Linked DNA regions of Mus musculus: region 1 is linked to region 2. Evidence: chromatin contacts called from public promoter capture Hi-C data. All regions are on one chromosome and are shown on one strand. Each heading gives the region's core, a stretch centred on a gene start, on an enhancer-like site or on the middle of the called end of the contact. The rest is flanking DNA. Distances are from core to core; before and after follow the strand shown. Region 1 holds the start of Pkhd1l1 (polycystic kidney and hepatic disease 1-like 1). Region 2 holds the start of 2310069G16Rik (RIKEN cDNA 2310069G16 gene).

Region 1 (5,586 bases), core at 1,911-4,410, 330 kb after region 2:
TCATCTTACTGGCATTTTACAATATAGGTAAGATTAAGATGTCTCAAACATTTTAACAAACCCTTAATTTCCCACTCCTAACTACACACAAAAAAGGGCACTATGTGTGTTGCTTACCACGTAGAAACAGATTGTTCTGTTTTAAGCATGTCATGGAGGTATTGAATTTTATAGAAATGTTACAAGTAATCAAATACATTTTAATATATATGACAGAAGAACTGTTTCCCTATGCCAACATCCAAAGGCTTATTTTAAAGACCAAATAGTTTTTGTTAATGTTCCTTTTTAAAAGAAAAAAAATGTGTTTTTTTTTTCATGTTCTTCAAAAATTCTTAGTGTCTGAGTGCTGTTACCATTTGTATTACAAAAGCCTCGTGGCTGAAAGCACTCTGCATTTAGCTCCTCCTGGAAGGGGGTGCACTTTAAGTCTATCTACCTTCTATACTTTCATTCCAACACCAGGAGGAGGAAGCGTCATTCATAACTCATGTCTTGATACAGCATGTGATAGCACTTACACGGCAGCAGGAGGGAGCCAGAATTTTGCTTTCTGTTATCTTACATCTTTCATTAACATCTGTTTCTCTATTAACATCCGGCCTCTCCAACCCCTGGCATGTTGCATTTAAACTACAAACCCAATGAGTAAAACCACCAGGCCAGTGTGGAATAAGGGAAAGAACTGAAGAGTTGGGTTAAAGAAATGCCTTTCTCTTTACTTTAGCCACTAAATCCAGATCTCTCAGTATCAAATGAGCCATTATAATTAGAGCTCAATGATCAAGTTGATATGGATATGGGGTTGTTTGGCTTTTGTTTTTAATTAATCTTAATTAATCTTAATTAAATTTATTAAGTCAATTTAATTAAAATAAATAAATATTAATTACTATCAAGAAGGAAGAATTCAGCCACTCTGGCCAAGTGCAAAGACTATTCCAGTGATATGTGTTTTGTGTGGGCGGTTATGTTAACCATAAAACTCCAAGAGGAGAAGAGTGCCCACCCAGCATGTGTGAAGCCCTAAGCTATGTGGAACGATAATGTGGAACCCGGTACCACAAAATTAAAAGAGGAAACGTTTCATTCTTGGTGCTTGCACGTGGACACACACAGGGCAGGCACACCTTCTCCCTTGATGGTCAGTCTTGTTGCTCCGTTTATGCTGCCATATTTAGGTATAACTTCTGTCACTTTGGGAATTGTCTCAGAGCTACCTGAAAAACACATAAGGATGACAGTGATATAATCAAGATCTTCATTCCAAGCATCACATTTCCCATTCAAGTTGTAAGATGCGAATGAACCCTGACTAATGCCCAAACGGGGAATTAAGTACTTAACCAACACTCACTAGCTTTGTGTGAAGAACTTTCTGGGATTTACAAAGAATAAGGATCACAAAATGGTCTTCACCACTCGTATCTACCATATTATAGCACACCAGTAAACCCTTAGCTTTCTGTCCTGCTCCTCTAGCTACAGATCCATAACTGTACCAGCAGCTTACACAGCACTGGCAATACCTGCATGGAGATTAGTATTTAGCACTAGCATGTAAGTGCAGTGCTAGGAGATACAAAGACAAATACTGTATTATAAGCAGAAAGCTCTTCCTAACCCCTTTAGGAGTGGTCCATAGTTCCTGACAGCTTTCCAGTATCCTAACGATGCAGAGTGAATAGTGAAAGGACCACTTAGCCACTCTTTAAACTGGGTTAGCTTCCTGCAGACAGAGAACGGTTACATTTGTACTACCCTCCCTAAAGACTAACTTAGTCCAAAATGGCAGAAAGAGCACAGGGTCTTGGGTGGCCTGTAAAGAAACACTTCCCTCATATTTCTGGGACCACTCTGGTTTCTAGAATGGAATTCCTCCACTGCATCTTGAAGGGCAAATATGGATGAGTTAGCCTTGGTCTACCATTCAGAAATAGAAGGGAGGCTCTAATAGAAGTTACTAGACCAGCGAGGCAAAGCCAGCAGCTTCTTTGGAGAATTGTACATAATTCTTGAACATGGCTAGGAAATACGATGCACAGTGGCTAGAGGTGTTTTATTTTCTGCCTAGAGTGTATAGAGGCAATTGTAATAGACGCAAAAACAATTTATTAGAGTAAGTACAAAACATTAAGGCACAAAGAACAGCCCCAAAGATTATTGTTTGAAACGGATCTCTGAGAAAAGGTGAAGGAACTTCTGACTGGGTAGTTCATTGCTGTCTGAAAACGTGTAGCATGGTCTGTGGCAGCCACAGCTCCTCAGCAGAACGGAGGCTTCCGCGCCCGGACCCAACGCCTGCGAGCTTCAGGTTAGCATTGATCTTGAGTTTACAGTGTGTTGCAGTATGTGCCTACTTGCAGTCCCTGCCCCCGAGAGCCAAGAGAGGATCTATCTGCAGGGAGCTGGATCCCATCTCCAGACATTGCAGCCTCTCCTATCTCAAGTTCATCCTCTCCTTATCTCAGCACACAACTCCAATTTCTTATCACGTTCTCCCCAGCCCTCTCCTGGGGTTTGCTTTGAAGACACTGGGCAGCTTACCCTGGAAGTGACAGACACCCGCCACAACACAACCTGACCTCCTGGGAAGAGCTTTCCCTTCTGCTGAGAAAGAGACACAAGGAGAGCAAGAAGAACGGGGTGGGGGTGGGGGGTAGGGGGGGTGTTCAGGTGGTAAAATTATGCCGCTCTGGAGGGGGGTGAGAAACTTCCTCAGTTCAACCCCAGCATTGATCAACAATTATGAGGGAGGTTTCTCGAGCTAGCCCTACTTGTACTGGTGTCTTTCTCTGGGTTCCAACCTCTGTTTCAGACTTTCTCGGTACTGTCTCTGTATGAGTCAGAAGGCTGTTGCCGACCTTCCAGGACCCTAGGTTCCCAGAAGGGCGTCTGCCCAGGGCAGATGGCAGGTGGTCTCCCCTCCCTGTGACCAGTAGAGCAGGGTCTCAGGATTGGCTCCCGACCTTCCCCCACTGCGTTACCTTTGTGGGAATCTGCTGCACACCAAAGCAGCCCAAAGAGAAACCAGGTCCCTGAGAGCCACAGGTGTCCCATCGCAGAGCTGGTGCTGCGGAGTCTGCAGCAGCCGCTTGATTGCAGAAGTCGCCCGAGCTGAAGCTTGCTTGGCTCTGGGAGCTGCTCCAGCGTGGGGACTCACCCCAGAAGCCAGGGCGAACCTGGCTGCCAGAGACCTGCCCCGCCCCCAGCTCGTCCGCGGTGTGTCTGGGATTTCACAGATACAGACATACACCACACACACACACACACACACACACACACACACACACACACACACACACAGAGAGAGAGAGAGAGAGAGAGAGAGAGAGAGAGAGAGAGAGAGAGAGAGAGAGATCTCCCACCTTTATTTTCCTTCTTTTAAATTCTAGAACTATATATTTTTATTTGCCGGTCTACCGTTCTCATTAATTGCCTTAGATTAATTATAAGACCACCTAATACATGAACCCCATTCACTTTCCTTCACACAGGATCGTTCTATCCCTTCAGTTGACAAAGATAAAAATAAAACTTTATCTGATAGCTGGAAGTTTCCCAAACACCATGTCCGTGGCAAAGCAGACATAAATGACAGCCACTGATGCTTTCCTTGCTAGCACTAGTCCAGCTGTCCCAGTAGACTGAAGCACAGTGACATTCAGGGAGTGAGAGCTTAGCAGTGTGTCTGAAGCTAGTATTCTTACTCTTGTCAGAGCCTTAGGTGGTACATCTCTGGAGAGAGCTTGCTGGGGGAACAGGGTACGGTCATGGTGTCCATAAGGGTGCCAGGTAGCAGAAGAATGAGAAACAGCGGTTCCCAATTGTGGACTGTGAGGTTCTCATGCCTACTGAATGTTCCCCAAGGTGATTCCTTAGTCTTTGACTGTCCCCCTCCTCCTTCTACTCCACACACCCTAATTGTCAAGGTACTTTGTTCTTACAGGATGCATAGGAGAGCTGAATAACAATCAAGTACTAACATCAGGGTGGAAGTGTTTAGCTAGGTGTCCTTCGGGGGCTTGTGGGAAGCGGGGATGCTCATGCAGGCTGAAGCATTTAGGGCCCCACCGTCATGATTAACAATTAACCTCACATGTTTGACCAAAGAAAAGGTGTGAAATCAAATGTGAAAGATCATTAAATAAAACCTAGAATTTTAAATAATTTCAGAATGCATGCATCCATATACCCATATGCTTTTCATTTTTCTGTAATTTTAAAAATTTTCCCAGAACATTTAGAATTCTTTGTTCATCCTTTCACCTTTCTCTCTTGTAGGAAGAAATACTTTTCTTCCATGACATGCCATCCTCCTCTTGTGCACTCTCGGCAACTCTTGCCGTTATCATTTCACCAACATCCCTTTTACCTCATTACCTCATTCCAACGAGCCTCCTCTCCTCTTGCCCACTTTTCCTAGAAATAAACACAGTGTTCATTATGTAAATAATAAGAACAATGTGTGTGAATACACACACACATGTGTATGTGTGTGTGTGTGTGTGTGTGTGTGTGTGTGTGTGTATGTGTGTGTGTGTGTGACAGAGAGAGAGAATGCATATAATGTATATGTGTTTGAGATTGGGTGTCTTACTAGACAGCCCAGGCTAGCCTCAAACTGTAGGTCCTCCTATCTCAGCCTATGCCAGCAAACCCAGTTAGACCTTTATCTTTTTGTAAAACTATGGCAAAATCCCAAATTTATTCAGGGCACTGCTGAAAGCATTCATCTGCTCCAAGGAGGAATCCATGTTCCAAGGTCTGCCCCAATTGCTTGAAGGATGGGGGGAAGGGTACCTGTGCCAAAGTGAGTGAGTGGCAATCAGAGGGCAAATTGCAGTGGTCACTTCTGTCTTTCTACATGGTGAGAGAGACCGGGGGAACAAACTCAGAGCATTAGACTTGGCAACAAGTGCATTTACTCTCTGAGCCATCTCTCTGATTCTCTTGTATCCTTTTATGTTTCTACTTAACCAAGAGTAATTACCTGGTCCATTACAGTTGTTCTTTCCACTGAACCTCACCTCCATTAACACTAAGCCTATTTAACAAGATTAAATTTGTTTGTACAACAATGTATGTATGTGCATGTACATGCATGTTTGGATGTATATTGTTACATATATACATGTTGCACATGAATACTTGATATTCAACACTACTGATTCATTTTATGTTTAATATATGACTATATATAATAATTGGTATCCCAAATAAAAGGCTTGTTAAAAGTAGGCAAATATTTCTACTATCTTTTTTCTAAAACTAAATTAACAAATAGGTCATTTAGATTATTTGCCTAATTGGCTTTAAGAAAGTTAATTTTTAAAAGCAAATTAGCTGATTTTCTTACAATGCTTGCTTTCTTAAAGAGCCATCCTTTACTTTGCATATATGAATTTTTAATAAGCTTTGTTGAATTAATGAGCATCTTTAACTGATTTTCCCTCCTTAAAGGGTACTTATTTATATGATAAATAAACTCCTTGAGATAAGATCACACTAGTGAGAGTTTTAATCATGAATTACTAAAATAATTTGAGGGGTAATGTGGCAATAAGTAATTATAACTCGATGAAA
Region 2 (6,095 bases), core at 643-3,142:
AATGATAAACGAAACTCCTGTTGGGAAGCAATCCATCCTGGTTCTACAGTGTGATCAGTCCAGTGCCCACTCTGCTGAAAAGCATTCTGTCCACAATTTCCCTTCTCATCCTTCCATATTTAATCTTGATGGTCTGGTCTGGAGCTACTCGTGAGCACATGCACACCTTCCCACTCCTTGCCCCTGCCACTTGCATTCAAACTCTTACACCCAATGTACCACACTCAGTGTTTTTAATGCCCAGTGTACCTGTTTCAGTCTTCTATATAAGAATATAGTGATGTTTCCTTCCAAACAGGTAGAATCTATGTTGTAAGGGACAAACTGGTTCATTTGAAACTAATCATCTGAATTTCTATTGTACTTTTCTTCTAGCTCCACAGTGATCTTTGAAGGACTCACATGTAGTTCAAGGGACACAATATCTAACACAGACACTCTGGAAGCCTGGGATGTAGAAAGAGGAAACCAAATCCCAAGGGCACAGTACAAAGAGAACCTAAACCAAGCTAATGAAGAATATACAGGAAAACCAGCAATTTTAACCAAAAGCCACACTGGGAATTTGCACCTATCTATTAAAATTTGAAGGTTAAATTCAAAGGTCGGTACCTGGACAGGGGTGGGGGAGTGGCAAAGTGCATCTATTAATGTCAAGATGTAAAGGGAAAGAGAGATGGAGGCAGGACAGGGCAAGGAAGTGGGAGGGGGTTACTTAAAACTATCTGTGAGCAAAACAATAGGGAAAACGGTGTTATCCAGAGAGTTGGGGAGATGAGATAGAAAAAGAGCAGCCTTTCTTGCAGAATATGTCCTTCAGGGACACAAATACAGAGTACATGTAAAATCAGAAAGAAATTCACTTGCAAGTGTTTAGCCAACTATGCCCTTGCACCCCTTAGCTTATGGGAGGAGGAGCAATCACACTCATTCTGAATAGTTCTAGAGGACTTGGACTTTCTGATGGACTACCTGGAACTGCATTTTTGATGAAAGCAAACATCCTTCTACTGGTTTCTTCAGAATCTTACCTTTCCAGAAGAGCAGGTAGAGAAGTTGATGCTTAGTTTTGTAGTTGTGCTATCAAATTAAAACACGATTTCTCTCCAGCCTCCTGAGGCTTTTCAGCTTCTTCTAAAATCAGCACAAATACTCTCTCCATTTCACAAGCTGTTCAAGAAATTGTTATTGTTATCAATCCTATTATCTTCTAATAGCTAGAAAGTAAATGGCCATGTATGTCTCCAGATCAGAAATCAGAACAGTTAGATAGTACCTTGTTTGGAGGACGGGGGAAAGGTAATTGGTGAACTTGGAAAAAGGGCTTACAGATGCATAAATGCTTTTCCCTAGTTGGGAATGTTGTCTCCTTTTGTGAACCCAAGCAGCCTTTGATGACGGAATTTTTCCAAAGGCAAGATGTTTCAAAGGCCCCCTTAGGTTCGTGCTACGGTTTCCTGGCTTTTAGATCTCCTGCTCAGAGATCAGAATACTCCTGCCTCAGGCCCACAGCCGCCCCCAGGGCTTCCGAGTAGCCCTGCAATACAGACAACCCATCTCCCGCCCTAGATGGGGCTCCCCCAACTGGCGGGAAACGGAGGCACTGCAGTGCGACACCCTGCCGGGAGCTGAATCTGAAGCCGGAGCTTGTGAGCCACACAGGCCCTGGTGACAGCGGCCTGACCTTGGGTTTGTGAGCCCCAGAGCAGGAACCCTAGGGGTAATCGGTCCTCTGGTCGCTAGCGTCTATGCGCCCCCACCTACCCGTACAGAGTCTCCGGCCTCCGGCGACTGTCCCCACGTGTTCCGAAGCCCCAGGTGCCGCCGTGCTGGCTCCAGAAGTCAAGAGGCCGAGGGGACCGGAGCGCGCTGGCAGCTGCCGCACCACGTGTGCTAACCGGGCTGGCGGCGCGGGCGGAGCGGGCCGGGGCTGGTTCCTCCAGCCCCAGCGCAAACCGCTTGCCACGCGCTGTGTCGCCGGCCGGCGGCCCAGTCCAGCACAAGCCTCTAGGGCATTTGGGGACACTGTCTGGACAGCGCAATGGACACGGTCTGCAAAGGAAACGGTAAGATGCACGCTTTGGTGTCAATGTTTGCGGGCACCGCAACCAATGCCTTGGGTTCAGTGAAGTCAGAGTGGACTGCTGACTCCAGAACTTCCCCTTCCATTGAAGAAGGCACCCAGGGGGCTCTGGACAAACTCAAGGAGCTCATGGGAAATTGGGCACAGAGGTGCTCTTCACAGAGGGACACCAAGGCGAAAGTGTCCCTGTCTGATTGGTTATTGAAAGGATATAATTGGAATCTGCAACAATCAGGTTGGCTAGACCAGCATGTTGGCAATCAGTGTTGCATGTCCCTTGCTTAGTGTTGCTCAGAAGCCAGGCTTGGAAATGACGCCTTTAGAAAGCGAAGATGTCTCCAAAAGGCCTCTGGGGGATAGATGGTTCTCAAGTCTGCAGTCTTCATGTTTGTGTTTCCTAGGCGATTTTTCATAAAGATTATCCGAGGTGAAAAGATTAATCTGGATTTCATTGCTATGTTATTGAAGAGGTTGAACATCTCATAATGGGTGGTGTTAACAGCTTACTCTAGGGAGTGAGCTGTAGAACCAACCAAACGAAGGAATATGGAAACTTAAATTGGTGTGAGGGGAGACACCTACGCCTTCAAATGAAGAAGGCACTTGGGGGAACACTTTTTTTTTTCCTGGTGTTTTTATCTTCTCCAGTGCAGTGGAACCAAGTGAGAGACTTTACTGCTGATTCTCAGGGTCCTTTCTAGGTGTCTTGCTTCATGATCACAGAGCATGGCAATTCAACTCCTGAATGTCTTTTTCTAGAAAAGAGCCAAACTTGAACCCATCGCAGTTCAGAATCTGCATTTTAGTCTCTGCTGTAGCAATGCCAGCTCGGTGTTTCATGAGGTGCATCTGGGAGATGGTGTCTTTTCTATCCCCAAAGGAAACCCTTGGAGCAAAAGAAACCAAGCAGGCCTTCTGTGCCAAAATTTCTCCATGTAGCATTGAGGGAATAGTACATTTGTTACTTTGAAAGCAGCATATTTCAGTTGCACTGTTTAAATGAAAATCCATGCAAAGCACACTGTTCAATCTATTTTAAGTTATATTTCATTAATTTAATGTGGGCTTTATAGTTACAATCCTTAAGGCAATATCTTAATAAAACTAAACAACCAGATATATTAAGTGTGCCACTCTGAAAACTATTGGATTTCAATTTCATTTTATTTATTTGTTTGTTTGTTCATTTGTTTATTTATTTATTGTGTGCACATGCATATGTCCTTGAGTCCATTTGTCTCCTGGAGCCTGTGTAGAGTTCCTAAGACAACTTTTAGAAGTTGATCCTCTCCTACTACCTCGGGTTTGGGGGTGAAGCTCTGGTTAGTGAATTTGGAGGCAAGCAACTTTACCCACAGATACATATCACAATCTCCAGACTTTCATTTTATAGATGAGCAACTGAGACTGGCCAAAAAAGTCAACAGGGGTGTGAATAATTAGCCCGTGGCAAATTTGAAACCAGCATACTCTAAAATCCAGACATGGAAGTTTCTGTATATTTGTATAAGTTAGTGATTTACAAAGTAGAAGTGATTTGCTGAGCTTAGCCACAATGTTAGAGAAACGTGGTAAGGTGTGAAGGTAAACTCCGAGATGATGGCGTGCTTGTGCATCTTGATTGTGATGGTTTCACAAACAAAACGACAAAATGTCAGATCTCTAGACATATAGCACAATGTCAATTTCCTGATGGTGTTGTGCTATAGCTCTATAAAATATAGTTGCTGGCAAAACAAAAACAAAAACAAAAACTGGATGAAGGGTACATGGGATCTCTCTCTTCCTTTTCTACTTCCTATGAAATTATAATTATTTCACAATAAAAGTGTTTCTTTAAAGTCATTTTACAAGTACACCAAATTCCAAATATTATCTATTTTTTTATAAATCCAAGCATCCACAAAACATTTTATATACATATGTGTGTGTTATAAGGCGTTTACTACATACTTAAAATATTTGTTCTATAAACTAATATTTGCATACTTCTTTACTGGTGTTTTAAAAGACTAACTTTTGTATGTAAGCTGTTGTATTATAGAATATACATTCTTAGGTATTAATACTCATGCAGGATACCAGCATAGAGTAATTCAACAGTATCTTAGCAATTTACTTAGTGGTTTGGGGTATTTTTCCTTAACCTTGGGGGAATGGGGAGCAAATAACCTCAGAAATGCTTCCTGTGTTAAGTTAGCAGTCTGGAAGTTTTTCTTTCCTAGCATATTTTTCTGATTGAAAATACTAAGGTACTGAGTCTATGTAGAAGTTTGTTCTTTCATCCTCCCAGCCCCAGGCTCCCAGAAATACGGCTCAGACTGAAAGAATATTAACAAATACCTTGCCCATATGGATAGGCTCTTCTCTCTAGATGATAATTTAATAGAACTCATTTATTTTAATCTACATTCTGCCACAAGACTGGTTACCTATGCTCAGGTACCACAGTTTTGTCTTACCACATCTTCGCTGGGCAAATCTCCTGAGCCTGACTCTATCACAGAATTCTTTCTGCCTCCCGGATGTTCCACCTTTTATTCTTCCCTTTCCTATAAGCTATAGGTTTTTTGTTTGTTTGTTTGTTTGTTTTTATTGGCAGGTGAGGCATCCAAACAGAAACAAAGTATTCTCTCTACAAGTCTATAATTTTCCTTTTATCTTAACAGAGTATTTTCTGAATGCACAGCCACCTCCTTGCAGAATTGATGGGAGGGGGCAAATTTTCTATAGAAAGAAATCATGCTTGTAAATGCTTCCCTCTTTACAAAAAATCAGGAATATAAATCAAAGTTGAATTTTAATATCTACCCTTTTAAGGAAGCTCTACTTTGAAGGTTGACAACCAACGGAAGAGGCCCCAGAGTATACTAACGTAATTTTAACGCAATCCTATAGACTAAGTTCCTAACAATTCTAGACAAGCCTCCATTACAGGCTTTCTGCATACTGAAGACAGGACTCTGAGAATGTCAGTTTTATTGGTGTCCTTTAAATTTTCCATGATTGCTGAATATAAGCTACTGTATTTATTTAATATTAGTTAGATACACTATGTTTTGTTAAACTTTATCTATGTACTGAAATGCACAAAATATCAGTTTTCATATAATTGTAGAAAATGCATGCATAACTTTAAAGAGTTATCTAAGAATCACCTAAAATCATCACTGTACCCCAAGTTGTACACTTGGCACACTAGGAGAAAACACATGGTTTGAGGCATGCTCCAGGGGGTGATGAGAGAGAGCAACCTAGTTCTACACAACAACAGGATAAAGTATTGCTACCAAGCCACACTACTAACTCCTATGTTTCAACTGGTCTTGCAAACAGCCTGGCTGTAACTGGAGGAGTTCTGTTCTAGGGCAGCCCTTTGCAGCAATAGAAAAAAGTCAGGATCTTTCTACTAAAATTAGCTAAGAAGTCACACAATCCCAGTATATCTACTGCACCCAGTAAGAAATTTTCGGTAATAATCTCATTTGAATCTTTCCAGATGCCTTGCTGAAGTGCACACTGCCCACACGTCCCAAGATGACTGTCTATGGGCCAGCTTCATTTCCCAAATGTGTTTACTTCACTTAAAAATCTTTAAAAATCAAAGAGAATTTGCTCTGAGATATCCAAATTTCTAGCTTCATCAGGCCTGGCAAATCCTAGTGAGGGCACAGACTTTTCTAAACAGGGTGTCCACTGTTTTTCTGTTGATGGTACACTACTGGCTCATGTATATTGACTGCCTTAAAAAAGTGTCTAAGCTTTGTGACTTGTGCTCTAAACCACCTTCCAAATATGCTAGTCCCATCCCATCTATAGATATATGAGTAAAAATAAAGTGAGTTACTTATGGCTCAGACATTCCATTAAACAAAAGCTGATCTCTAAGCACCAATGTTTTCTTCACTAAGTGTTCAGAATGCACTGCTTAAATTGTCAGGTGAAATATTAAATATTTAGAATATTTAAATACCACAGATAAATATTTAAATTAAAATGTAAATAAGATTAA

Evidence for each region. Promoter capture Hi-C pulls out the DNA fragments that hold promoters and counts their contacts.
Region 1: a promoter capture Hi-C map of the HPC-7 cell line shows a contact between it and region 2. The contact joins the promoter of Pkhd1l1 here to the promoter of 2310069G16Rik in region 2. A contact is called at or near these places in 22 of 39 promoter capture datasets (the 3T3-L1 cell line, 3T3-L1-derived adipocytes, the C10 cell line and 14 more) and 2 of 9 other capture datasets (adipose tissue and pancreatic islet).

The regions. Positions count from the first base shown.
Region 1 is chr15:44,455,027-44,460,612 of GRCm38.p6, reverse strand. Pkhd1l1 (polycystic kidney and hepatic disease 1-like 1) reads right to left here and starts at 3,160. Exons shown (of 78, transcript NM_138674.3): 1 at 2,988-3,160; 2 at 1,131-1,220. The coding sequence starts at 3,060.
Region 2 is chr15:44,783,560-44,789,654 of GRCm38.p6, reverse strand. It overlaps 2310069G16Rik (RIKEN cDNA 2310069G16 gene), which reads right to left and starts at 1,892. Exons shown (of 3, transcript NR_040309.1): 1 at 1,765-1,892; 2 at 1,032-1,170. It also overlaps a transcript of Sybu not described here.